Regions from separate parts of the Anser cygnoides genome. Here region 1 is linked to region 2. A link is a contact called in public Hi-C data. All regions are on one chromosome and are shown on one strand. Each heading gives the region's core, a stretch centred on a gene start, on an enhancer-like site or on the middle of the called end of the contact. The rest is flanking DNA. Distances are from core to core; before and after follow the strand shown.

Region 1 (2,990 bases), core at 28-2,527, 140 kb after region 2:
AAAAATACACATACAGGCACCTTACTGGAATGTATTATAATTTACTTGAGCTAGACTGGGAACTCATTCCCACTGCTTCTTTGATGTGGCAATAGGCAAGTGAAAGAATGTTCACAGTTTATGCATTCATCTCTGGGAGAGGCAACCCTGAATTCCTTGTGGAAAAAGTCTATTTTTGCAGTGGGAAATCCTTCTTCTCCAAGCTACTATTAAATTATCTTTCCCTGGATTTTCTGCCCATCTTGTGTACCCAGAGGCCTAACATACACGAGGACTAGAGGTAACTGAGATCCTCTAAGGTAACATGCCCAGGCCTCCATCCCATGTTCCCCATGTTCCTCCATCCCAGTACAATCAGCCTGCCCATATGCTGTCGACCCAAAATGCTCTGGAGCATTGGCCTTACCCTGAGCACGTGGTAGGGCACAGGCATCTCCATCTTGCCTGCAGCCCAAGTTGCTGCCTGGGGGAGAGAAGTATTCATGGAAAGCAAGGTGGCATGAATAAGCTGCTCCCATCTTTCCCAAAATCTCCTGGGGTGAGGAGCAGGTGTGTGTGAATGGCCCACGTTCACACAGAAAGCCTTTATTACCATGACCACGGCAAGACTGATACTCACCTGGAGCAGTATCAGATAAGAGGATGCGTTGTGGTCCCTTCACGGCAATGGCCCAAACACCCTGCCATACAGCAGCCCAGCTCAACACCTCAGCCAGCATGCACAAAACCCATTTTTAACATTGCCTTTGCCCTTAGCTGTCAGTGCCAATTCAGATCACCCGGAGAACCTGGCTGAGGCAGACCTCAGGTTTCTGTACCAGAGATGTTACCCATCTGTACATGGCTAACTTCAAACCTTACGACACAGAACAAATTTTAACTTAACTCCTTTTCAGGTAGAGGCAGGGAGCTGGCCCCTTTGTTCCAGGACCTGCTTTTCCATGCCACCCTCTCCCTCCATCCCTGCTTGCTCCATTCGGCTCTTTGCTGGAATATAGCGCGAGGACTTCAGGTTTCTGCACAGGGGGCTCACAATGACCTCTGACTGCTCGCCGGGGTTTTGGTGAGAGAATGGTAGATATAGGGCATCAACTGCTCCTGAGCCAGAGGGCAAAGCTGTACTCCAACAGGGGAGTACTCACACTGCTACTGCCCCACTGAGGGCTTTTGGGGAGGGTGGCCACCAGCAAGGAAGCCTGCAGCTTCATCAAAGGTACAGCAGGAAAAAAAGAGTAAAAAGCTGCTGTGGCATTCCCTCTTCGAGTTTTTGCTGCCACTAATGAATTATTAACCTCAATGATTAAATTAATATTTACAAGACTGCACTAAAGCAGTAAAGATGGGCTAGTTGCTGAAATACCATTTCCTCATTGCACGTACCCTCCTTTCCCCTCTGTGCCAGCCCTGCTCTGCTGAGCGCTGAGTTCCTGGTGAAAACCTTTGGTGCACACATGCAGGAAGTGAGGTCAGGCTTGTTTTGGCAGTTTCAGCTGCATTTATCCCAGATAGCAGCTGAATTTTATCAGTTGGTTTAGCCTTTGGTCTTCAAGAGACAAACTATTATTTCACTCCTCTTTAAAAATAATCATAAAGTCGTTTTTAGGGGGAAAAAAAAAATAGCGCAGTGATCCTGGAGAAGAAGCGAGGGCAGGAGCCGTGCCTCGCACAGCCGGCTGAGCCCTGCTGCGAGCGCCCTCGTGTGCCCGCAGCCCCCGCGCCACGGGTGGGCGCCGCCGTGGGGATGCCCGGGGGTCCCACGGGGAGCCCTCCCCACGGCGATTTCCGAGCCCTCCAAACTGTAAGACAGTTTGGGGTTGTCCCCAGGTAGGTGGGTTTGCCCCCGTTCTCCTCCCCAGTAGGGAAAATGATGTGATGCTGGAGGATGCAGAGGGGAGCGGGGATGCACAGAGGAGCAGGGATGCTGCCGCCTTGCCTGGGTCCTGTCCATGCCGATGGGATGCCCACCCAGCCAGCAGCATCCCCCAGGCCCACTCGATGGCACTTGATGGGTCTTCTCCTTGTCGCCGAGGCCATGACGAGGTTGGCATCAAAGCACTCCTCTCTGCGAGGAGGGCATCAGCAGCTCGTCCTCCCCTATCTCCACTGTGTGTGGGCAACGAAAATACAATTAAGTAATGGGTGAAAGCAAAATTAATAAAGCCAGCCCTCCCTATGAGGCTAAGAAACAAACCAAAAATTCTCTCTTTTGATTACAATTCTTTCCCTGGTGTCATGAAGGGTATTTCCAGAGTAAGAGTGGGCTTTCTAGATTAATTTAGTTAAAGTCAGTTTCAGTTTCATTCACACCTTACCCCCAGTCTTCTCAGTGCTGGTGGCTTTCTTTGCAGAACAAGAGCACAGGTTGTGATCCTTTTTCTAGGTCCATTTGAATTTGTTCAGCTTGAACAAGGTTTCCTCCATCTGACCGTAGACCTCTCAGCACGTCCTTCCAGGAGAAAAATGTATGGATTTTGTTCTTGTTAGCAACTTTCATGCTAAAATCACCGCAAGGCAAACACAAAGTCCAGATATGAAATATAAATAACAAACAATGCCCAGATTGGAAACTTTCTAGAGATTACATTAGACCCTGGAACAGGGCCCCTGCCTCTGTCAAAGAAGTGTTATCTTGAGATTGTCAATGCATGCTTCAGGGTAAGAGTGACTTTGTCCCCAGAGACCCAAGGGAACATAACAAGTGACATCAGTCATATTTTGGAGACTGTAGAGCCTAGTGTCACTAAATGTCAGCTAAATCTCTGTACATGGCTCTCTTCAAAGAGTCATTCCTGAAGTGCTGAAAGGTGAGGGGGGCTAACTAAGCCAATTAAAGAAACATTTACTAAGTAGTGGAAGGACACAATGATCTACAGACCAGGTATATAACAATTTATTTTGTTTTCCTTTAGTTTCCATCAGGGCCTAAGTGGGTGGGAAAAAATGCCTCTCTACCAAGCACCAGAGGTAGGACATTAGCTGACGAAAGGCAG
Region 2 (3,282 bases), core at 47-2,546:
GAAAAATTCCCCACTGAAGTGCTGTGGGGTTTTGCTTTATTTTTGCAGTAGGTGCTTTTCCCTGAGCTCATGTAAGAAGAAACCTCCCAGTCATCATTCCTGGACTGGAACCGGACCAGAAAGGAGAAGCTAGACAATGCAGCAAAGTTGACGTTTTGAAACTACTTCCAGTTATTTAAACAAATCTATTACCTGTTTGAATACCGGGAAGTACTCCAGGACTTCAACAGTTTATAATTTTCTCTTGTCTAGTTCCCCTGGTTTATTTTCCCAGGCCTTGTAGCTGCCATCTTGAAATGTTCTCATTAAGGCAGACAGGTCCCCATTTTCGCTCTGTCTTCAACCCCGCAATATCAGGGCTGGTATGACAGTCCTGCTGTGTTATCCATCCTAAGAGCCTTTTATTCAAGATTCAGGTCTGCGAAATGGGGAAAAAGAAGCTGCAGGGTGGTGGTGAGCAGTGGTAGCCATCCTCACTTTGAGGAGAGGTGATAAAACTTGGCTCTGGAAGTCGGTGACCACAGCAGGAGGTGGCAGGGGCCGAGCTGCCTTGCTGGGACAGGGGAATGTGCAGTGGTTTGAGGGGTCTTGCTCAGGACCTTTAGGAAGGGTGAAGTTGAGCCCTTGTGGATGGGCACATTATTGCTTTGGTTGCAATGGGAAATCGCTGAGACGTGCACTGTTTTAGAAGAAGGATTTAAGAGCAGCTTGATACATACACACAAGTGCTCTGTGGCATAAGCAGCTGTATTCATCTAACAAGTTAAGTTAAATTAAAAAAAAGTGCTGTGCGGTTTGACAACTCTCTTTCCTTTGGGCTAAAAAACAATTTCTTGTTGCACCTTTAATTCCCCTCCTCTCTCAATAAAAAAACGATCCACTTGGCCAGGTGCAATGTCAGAAAGCGGTCCGTGTCAAGCAGCAGCATTGGCCAGTGTCCACGGGACTTTATTAAATAATGGAGTACCACAGCAAAATGTGACACAAGTCCAATGTGACTGACCGCGAATAAATAAAACACCGGTCTTTGACCACAGGGAAAAACTTGAGCTATTTTGCACACAAATCTCTGGCCCAGAGATTCCCTCTGGGGGAAGGGAAATTTTGTTCCTTTAATAATATTAACCAGACCCGTGTCCTAGTCAGCACTGTGCTTGCCATTTTGTCTTTTAGGTGCATTTTTCCTGAAGGAATGATCTTGTACCTGCCCCTGGTACAAGGTAAGGCTTGGGGCAGTAATCCGGCTGCAGAGGTTTTGTCTGCAGCTGAGTGTGGCCAGCAAGGCTTTCCTTCCAGCCCTACTACTGGGGGTTTCTTCTGCTTTGCCTTTTGCTCCTTTGCAGCCTACCCTTCCCGTGCTGGTAGGGCAAAACATCAGAGTCCTGTGTGCTGTCCTCTCCTACCTGTCCGGATTAATAACACAACTTTTGACTCATTTCCCTCCTCAAGTCATTTTACTAGCAATGCATCTCATCTTCTACCAGGTGTGAAAGGCTTTGGCTTTTTTGGTTTTCCTGTTGTTCTTGTTTGTTTGTTTGTTTCTGAAGAAGGAAGAAAGTGTGGATGGGGACAATTGTTTCCAAAGAAGCCAGCTGCTTGGAGTAGCTCTTTGCTGAGATGCCAAGATAGGCATTTTGCAGTAGATTATTCAGCTGCTTAGATGGCTGGGGACAGAGATGTTTCAGTACAGACTCTGATGCGGTTAAGAACCCATCACTTTTAAACATTTGATCTAAGACCTTTAAAGAACGGCTGAGTTGTACTGTCAGAAGTCCTAATCACTACTCTGCCTTCCAGCTCCACTTCAGTCTTATTTCCAGTGTTTTTGTGCCTTTGAATATTCTGTGATTTATGTTCTTGAGTTTGCACTTTGCAGTCACAAGGGAAGTCCCCTATGTGCCTTAAGGGCCCTTTACTATTGCATTTTAGCTTGACATTCCTCACCTCAGCCTGTTCCTTCACTCAGTTTCTGCAAATGAGGAGACGTTCCCACAGAGGAACATCTTCCCCCACAGCACGAACCATGGCTGGGAGAAGGACACCTACCTTTCAGCTTGAACACAGCTCCAGCCAGGTGGTAAAGGCAGGCCAGCACAGTTATTTCCTTTCTATTTCTGTTGCTTATAGCTGGGTCCCACGATATGATGCTATAAGCCCCATCCTGCTCGTGCTTCTGATTTGCTTGCCTGCCCTACTCCTCTCTGTCCCTGCCTTCACGGTCCTTGGAGAACTACAGGCACAATTTGTCAAGATAAATGCAGCCTCTATGGATCTACACTCCTTGATGCCCACCCATACTTATTATTTAGGATGAAATGTCCATAGCACCTAGAAGAGTTGAGAACATTTGGAAAACAGTCTTTACCACATGCTTCTGCCCACATCAGATGCCAAGGGATGTGTGTGGTGTGCAGAAGGATTTAACAGCTTGCCAAATAGATGGAGACCTCACAACATAACCAGAAGCAGTTCCTGGCAATATTAACGTTTGCTTTTCCTCTTTTTTGTTTTGTTTTGTTTTGTTTTGTTTGTTTTGTTTTGTTTTGTTCTGTTTTTAAAACTCCATTCCATTTCCTTTCCAGGCTACGTGGCTGTGGATCTTGATCTTTTCTTTCTGACCAGCCACTGTTGAGCTTATAAAGTTTTGTAGAGGCCACACTGGAAAAGAAAACCTGTTCTGTTTGAAAACCACTTTTATTTGCATTTTCTTTCACATGGTATGTAGAAAATTAGTCAGTCATGTGTGAGGAGAAAAGCTAACATCCCTTGTAACCAAGCAGTTGAATGCTCTATATACCTGGGCAAACAGGTTGTAGAAGCTGCAATTAACCACCTTTGACTGTATAGTAACTTCAAGTTTTCAACTTTCATGGCCACTCATTGGTGTTTGCAGAGCATTCCTAGAGCATATGGTAACCTTTAGCCCAGCACTAACCTTCAGGAATAAGTGCAGACTCTCTGTCAATCCCCTATGGGGCATATGGTTAATATTACACCCTAGCCGAGCTCTTTTTTGTTTGTTTGTTTGTTTGTTTTTGCTCTAAGTACATCTGAGTCCATCAGCCCTCATTCAATATCAGCTCTAGGGCTGCCAGAAGAGCTACACTGATACTGAAATACAAAGCCTCTCGTTTGCAAGACCCTCACACATAGGGTTCTCATTATGTCGGGTGCCATGCAGACATTTAAAAAGAAGCAGTTCCTGCCCCACGACGTGCTCACCGTCTGAAGAAGTGCCACAGAACAAGGGGAGGAAGCAGCGGCAGAGAGCAGTCCTGCGGG

Evidence for each region. A called contact is a pair of places that touch in the nucleus more often than the background predicts.
Region 1: a contact with region 2 is called in a Hi-C map of liver, with 5 times the contacts expected there. The contact joins two enhancer-like sites. A contact is called at or near these places in 3 of 7 Hi-C or Micro-C datasets (granulosa cells and liver).

Annotation. Positions count from the first base shown.
Region 1 is chr2:113,765,429-113,768,418 of Taihu_goose_T2T_genome, forward strand. No RefSeq gene overlaps it. Among named protein-coding and RNA genes, the nearest start is that of GATA6, 77 kb to the left of the region's middle. Within about 2 kb of position 1,278, at least 1 of the 3 cell types and tissues checked has open chromatin away from gene starts, as enhancers often do. A contact at or near this core is called in liver, where this site is marked.
Region 2 is chr2:113,621,760-113,625,041 of Taihu_goose_T2T_genome, forward strand. No RefSeq gene overlaps it. Among named protein-coding and RNA genes, the nearest start is that of GATA6, 66 kb to the right of the region's middle. Within about 2 kb of position 1,297, at least 1 of the 3 cell types and tissues checked has open chromatin away from gene starts, as enhancers often do. A contact at or near this core is called in liver, where this site is marked.